Linked DNA regions of Triticum aestivum: region 2 is linked to region 1. A link is a contact called in public Hi-C data. All regions are on one chromosome and are shown on one strand. Each heading gives the region's core, a stretch centred on a gene start, on an enhancer-like site or on the middle of the called end of the contact. The rest is flanking DNA. Distances are from core to core; before and after follow the strand shown.

The links. A called contact is a pair of places that touch in the nucleus more often than the background predicts.
Region 2: a contact with region 1 is called in a Hi-C map of leaf, with 3 times the contacts expected there. The contact joins the promoter of LOC123052448 here to the enhancer-like site in region 1. A contact is called at or near these places in 2 of 5 Hi-C or Micro-C datasets (both in leaf).

Annotation. Positions count from the first base shown.
Region 1 is chr2D:183,138,736-183,141,914 of IWGSC CS RefSeq v2.1, reverse strand. No RefSeq gene overlaps it. Among protein-coding and RNA genes, the nearest start is that of LOC123052446, 11 kb to the right of the region's middle. Within about 2 kb of position 1,379, at least 2 of the 8 cell types and tissues checked have an H3K27ac peak or open chromatin away from gene starts, as enhancers often do. A contact at or near this core is called in leaf, where this site is marked.
Region 2 is chr2D:183,241,645-183,244,926 of IWGSC CS RefSeq v2.1, reverse strand. It overlaps LOC123052448 (G-type lectin S-receptor-like serine/threonine-protein kinase B120), which reads right to left and starts at 1,721. Exons shown (of 7, transcript XM_044475631.1): 1 at 663-1,721; 2 at 219-578. The coding sequence starts at 1,629.

The DNA of each region.
Region 1 (3,179 bases), core at 130-2,629:
AGTTTGAACTGTTGAAACTTGGTACTAGCGAACAGCAAAATCGAAAGTTTCAGAAACTGAAACTTAAAACTTGACGTGCCCTCATACGGAATCCAACTACTTTGCAGATTGCGACGCAAATCAGGGCGGTTGGGCAAGTTTCAACTACTAAAACTTGATAGAATGATGATATATTTAGCATGTTTCAAAACTTAAACTTAAACCGTAAACCCTAAGCCCAAAACCCTAAAACCCTAAAAGCATATGAAACTTGGTAAAACTTAATGTTATGAGTATCAAGTTCCAATATTTGAAACTTGAATTTTTAAATAGAAAAATTGTCGAAATATATTCAAGATTGGTCTTCTTCAAAAGTTCTCGTCACGACGAACACAAATATGCAAAGGAAACTTAATTTATACTTTTGGTTCAAAATATATAGTAGATTAAAATAAAAAAAAGGCATGGGAGGTGGGGTGGATGATGTATGCAACTCTGACAAAAGCTGCAAAAAGCATGCATGAATGGACCCCGCACTACAGTAATCAAAGGCATAAGACTAATCAAGTTTATGAATCTTAAAGCAATTAGATGGCTGAGAATGAATGAGCAGGTTCGTGCCCCTGCACCTACGTGTGCCTGCGAATTTCTGGATGTAAAAAGAGTTATCTTTTGACAAAGAGGAAACAATATGTCTTTTGTTCCTTTCATGCCCATTTGACATTCTTCTTTGATGTACGATTCATGTAGACTTTAATCTTCCTTCACCAACTAATCTTCTATATCTAAATAGTTAGCTTCCACTAATATATTTCTCTCATTATGCAATGAATATGTTTGCGTGGGGTAGGGGTTAGGTTTGGCAAAGATGCGCACCAAAACCCTCTGCTTTACATATAGGCACGAATGCTTAAGAAAAATGATTTGTTTTCACGAACACCTCTTTAAGCATTTTTGCACGGCCTAGTTTGTCTCTATGAGAAGTTTTTTCTTTCCTGGAGCCTACACCAAGTTACTATGTCGAGTAGTCGAGTAGTACTAGAAATTAACTATGGCAGTGGGCAATGGCGACAAGGAGTGTGCTGGCCAATAAAGTGGTGATGTCGATGAAGGTGACGAGAAGTGGTGTAAGGGCATCTCCAACGTGGACACTCAAAAAGCCCGCAACCGTCTGGATGCAATTTGCCATTAACACGGTACTTCATTGGTCTGCCGACCAGTTTGGTTGTCGGGATTCTTGCAAACAGGATGCAAACTGAGATGTCCTAACGCGGCACCGCTTGGTCCACGGACAAATACCGTGTCGTGTCCGTTTTAGGGATAGTGTTGGACATGGCCCAAGATCTGGCTGTACTTGTACGTGCGCGTTCATTGAGGGAGAAAAGGAGAGGTGACACGACAAGCCGGGATGGTGACACCAGTGGCACACCACCACCACAACCTCTTTTTGTGTTGTAGTGGAGTGACTTGTTCCTTCACTAGCGCATCTATGAAGTGCTGCGATGTGATCCAGGTGGACGAGGTGCTTAACTTTGGGTGGCTATCTTGAGGAAGAAGCCTTTTTCGCTTCGGCGCTACTCTTGAATAAAGAGAGTTACTACAACAGTTGGTATTCAGTAATCAGGGGCAACATGATAGTAGATGATACCTTGGGCCGAGAAAATACAACAGTGGTTAGACAACAAGATATAACCTTGTTGCTATGCAAGAAAACTGCGCACGTGAGGCCATCAAATTTCCCGTAATAACACACGCATGGCGTGACGACCGGCCGCTGGAAAGCACGCGGATACGTGGACCAGGTCGGTGGGTCGTACTACATGTCCCACGAGCGTAAAGCGGTGTCGACTGCTTGCTTGCTTGGACCCGCAACACGGATTTTTAGCTGTACCAACAGAAAAACCGAGAGTTCAGGAACCGGAGGAATGAATGATCAGCGTCACCCACCCCTGCTGCCTTGGAAAGGCGAATAATGTGATTCACTCGGTAGAATAATATTTAGATCATTCTGGCTTTGCCTTTTGCAGTGCAGCAGGAAAAGAAAAGAGAGAGTATAAACTGGTTCGATGGAGCAGCAACTTTCTTCAAGAGTAGCAAAGCTGTATCAGTGCTTAAAACGAGCTGTGAGCTTCCAGGGAACGAGGTCGGAGCAGACGATCAGACTCAAAACTCGATGGCAACCGCTGGATATGACGTTCTCTTCAAGCTACGCTTTGTGTCGCTGTACATGATCTACAGGAGTCCCACGCTATGCACCGGCTATCCGGGGGACAAGGACGCGGACGGGTTCTATATATATCCAATGACTTCACTGCATAAACAACCCCAAACTTAGCAGCTCGTGGCCAGTTTATATCCATACCCATGGATATCATATGGCACGCCCTATAGAAATCTAGCTCCTCCTGGCTTCTCAAGTCTATACCCATGACCAACAACTCCATATCTATCAGAATAAAATTGTTCAGCAACTCTGCATCGAAACCCGGAGCTACCGGGCCAGATAAACAACGAGAGCTAATCTCTCGTAGAGAGTCAAGCTGATGATGCCCTTGATGGACAAACAAGCGGTTTTTTTATGGACAAACAAGCGGTTTTGACTGTGCCAACAGAGAACGTGTTACTATTGTCTTTGCGGTTGTCGTCGTCGTCGTTTTCTTTCTCCTCCATGATCTCCATTATGGTCGTCGTTGTCATGGACCAAACAAGGACCAAGCTATGGATGTGGTGTTTGCCTTTGCCCTCTCGTATGCCTTTTCCCTCTGAATTCCCGGAGACAATTGTCGGACGAGCCTGCCCGCACTGCTCGTACTTTACTCGTCACTGTCGACGATGTAAAAAATATGACGGTACCATTGCCACCAAAGTTGCGTTGATCCAATTCCGAATAACCAACCAATTCTGAATTCGTCCGTAGGCGCGACAACAGAAGCAGGAAGTCACATGGCGTGATGGAACAAGCGGAATGCGTCCTCCCCAAATTATTATCCTAATGAAGGAGCCCATGCTGACAACGTGCTGTCTGATGATCCACAATTAGTCAAATACGTAGAGGGCAGGTGGGTGACATGAACGCTGATTCGCCCCCGAAAAGGGGTGGAGAATGTGAAACGTCAATTATTCTGTTACACAAAGTGCGAGTTGAGCTGGAGATGAGGGGCTTGGAATGGATCATGATCGCTGATAAACAGAAAGGAATC
Region 2 (3,282 bases), core at 472-2,971, 100 kb before region 1:
ATATTACTAGGCCGAATTCAGTGGGTTGGATTTTCGGGTTGTAACAACCCAAATCAGTCGTGCAAGTCTTGCCACAAGCACACAACAAAAACAACAATTTCTACAGTCTAAGCGTTTATCGACATTTCCTCAACAACCGAGAAGTTTCCTAGCTGCAGTTTTCTAAACCCAATTTAGAACTTCAAAGGTTAACAAATCATCAACGTTGATGAGCTTACCTAATAGAGAAGCCGGGACCTTGATGTGCAGGTCAAACCCTTGTCCGTTGGGGAACTGTCCGCTGGGGAACTGGTAGACGTCCACCAACTCGTGGGCCCAGGTCAGGCACCCGGTGCCGCCGCTATAGCTGTACGCGTTGCACGTGCAGTTGGCCAGGCACCACTGCCTGCACGCGTCCGCGCTGATGACCGCCGACTCCCACGCCGCCAGGTCCGGCAGCTTCACGCCGGAGAGGACGGCGAACGCGTCGCTGCCGCTCATGCTCACGTTCCTCTCGCTGCAGGTCAGCTGGCTGCTCCTCACGCACCCCTGCGTCCACACCCCGTTGCTGTACTCCTCTTCGGATTTCGGCTCAAAACCTGCGAGTTTGCACCAACGGAGTTGAGCGATCGTCCATGGGGAGTAATGTGGCAAGTTTCTACATGATCGGAATGCCGTCTAACCTCTGAGGCAGGTGCAGTGGTCGGCGGCGGAGCACTCGGCGTTCGGGCCGCACGTGTTGTAGGCCTGGCACGGCATCGTCGGCTGCGACCAGACGACCTCCCAGGCGCCGGTGGCGTCCACAAGCTGGTAGCACGTCTCCGTGCCGTTGGGCTGGAGCACGAACCTGTACTGCGAGGAGTTGAAGCGCTGGAAGGTGTAGAACAGGCCGTTGCTCTGGGACGGGTCGCCGGAGAGCTGGAAGCCGTAGAGGTTGAGCGGCCGATACGGGATGCCCACGAAGCTGCCCTTGGCCCACTGCCCGGACCTCCAGTGCGTCACGTCCTTGCCGTCCTGGCCGCGGCGCCATATGAAGAGCTGCGCCGAGCCCAGCGGGTCCTGCCCCAGCGTGAAGTTCCCGGGGGCCGGGTCGTCGGGGCTCCTCCACGACCGGAACAGCGTCTGCCTGACGACGGCGCCGCCGCGCCGGGCCAGCGTGATGTTCATCCCGGGGAGGAAGGTGTCCGCGGGGTGGTCGAAGCTCTGCCACAGCTGCACCGCCTGCGCGCCGCTGCCGCCGGCGAGCACGAGGTTCCCCGTGTCCTGGATCGTCAGCGTGAAGTTCCCCGCCGACGAGGTCGTGTTGGTCCGCCACACGACGCGCTCCCCCTCCAGCACCCGGAGGTCCCCGGAGTCCGTGACGGTGGCGGAGTAGGACGGGGCCGTGGCGCGCACCGGCGCGTCGCGGTTGGCCACCCACGGCACGGTCGGCTCCGCGGCCCTGGCGAACATGACGCCCAGGTACACCCGCGAGCCGTCGCCGCCGCGCGGGGAGAAGAAGGAGAGCGAGAAGGCGCCGTTGGCTGACAGGAGCTTCTCGTTGCCCGCCAGCGACTGCCCTTGCGACAGCGTCGTGCCCGCGTCGGCGTGGGCGTGCCGGCAGAGGAGGAAGATGAGCAGCGCGAGCGCTGCGGAGGTGGCACGAGCCATCAATGGCGGCTGGGGTCGAGCGAGTCCTCGCTCGGCTCTCTTGTGGGATCGGAGGAGAAGAGGTCGTGGTGGATAAAACAGGTGCTGCTACGAAAGAGGTTGCTTCTTCCTCGGGCGCGTGGTTATATATCAAGAGCGAGAGCGCGAGAGCCGCGTGGGGAAAGCATTTGGGCCGCATGGTTTTGAATGGGATTTAATTAGGCAGGCTAACCAGCTTTAATAACTGAAAGGGTTCATTAGGCGTGGTGCGAGTGCGAGTACACTAAAGAGTGGTTAGAGTTATGCAACGGAAGGGGCTGCGAAGCTCCCGGTTCACATTGTTTGAGACTCAACAAGACTGCACCAGCAACAAAACTCGTTAGTCGTTGATATGGTACTAGTATCTTTGATCGAGGACAAGGTGATTCACGTCGCTGATGAGGAGCCGCTACGGGAGGTTGCAGCTCTTAACTAATGATGGCAAAATGGAGTGCTTTTCGAAGGGCGTGTCCAAAGAGTGCCATATCATCGTCAATCAGCTTTTTCTACTTAGGACAAATTTTACGTGGAGTAGGTGATGATTAATTGTTTGTTAAACACTTGAACTTCATAGGATTGCTACACGCAAACAAATGCGAACGCACTAAAAAAAGGGGGGAAATGTTTTCTGTCCATAAAGGAAACAGTGTGGAGAGAGAAGACACCTCCCCCTGGCCGCCTTCCAACACAAACCCTAAACCCGCCGCCTCCTACTTCCCATTCATCTCTTTTTCCTTCTTGCCTACTTAGAAACCGGTAGCTGAGCGAAGTCTCAATAGCATAGGTCGATGATGGCACCGCCGAGGAGGTCGCCACTCCGTCAGCCTTCGGCAGTGACATGCGATCTCCGGGCGGCTGCTACTGCTAGAACCTGAGAGTGTGGCTGCCTAGCGACAACGGCGGTGTTTTCAGTCTTTCCCAATTCTGGTTAACAATGCACCGATGACTACATTCATGTCTACATGGTCATGGGCCGCATAAATAGCCCGTCCTTGGTGGCCATCCGCACCTTCTTGGGATGGACCTCCACTCAGGCAAGCGGGTGGTTGCGACACACGTCGGTGGAAATGTATTTTATAGAGGCTTCTTCAAGTGGGCGCCTCATTAATTTGATTGTAATGTAAAACAAAAAAAAACAATTTGTGTTATAATTGGCGAAGGGATACTTTGTGCAGTAACCTTTCCAAATGTGTTGGGTGGCGGGTACTTGCTGTTAGAACAACTACCTTTTGAGATATGAACTCAAATTTGCCGTTACTACCTTAGTCTAAGTTTATTAGTTCCCATCGTATTTTAGTCAAATTTGACCACATATTTGAGTAGCAAAATATTGTGTCATCAAAATTATATTGCTAAATTTGTAATTGAATGTAGTTTCTATCAATATTATTTGTGGTACTTTTATCAGTTAAAGTTATCTTCAAAATATGACAAAAAAATACAAGGGGGGCTAGTAAACCCATACAGAGGTAGTAAAATGTAAGCTAAAACTTACTCCCTCAGTCCGGATTTATTGATTCCTTTTGTGTTTGTTTTAAATTTTGACAATAGATTTGACAAATAAAATATAAGTTACATGTCACGAAATTTATATTGTTGGATTCATATTCGAAAGAATGCAGTACCTTTTGACAG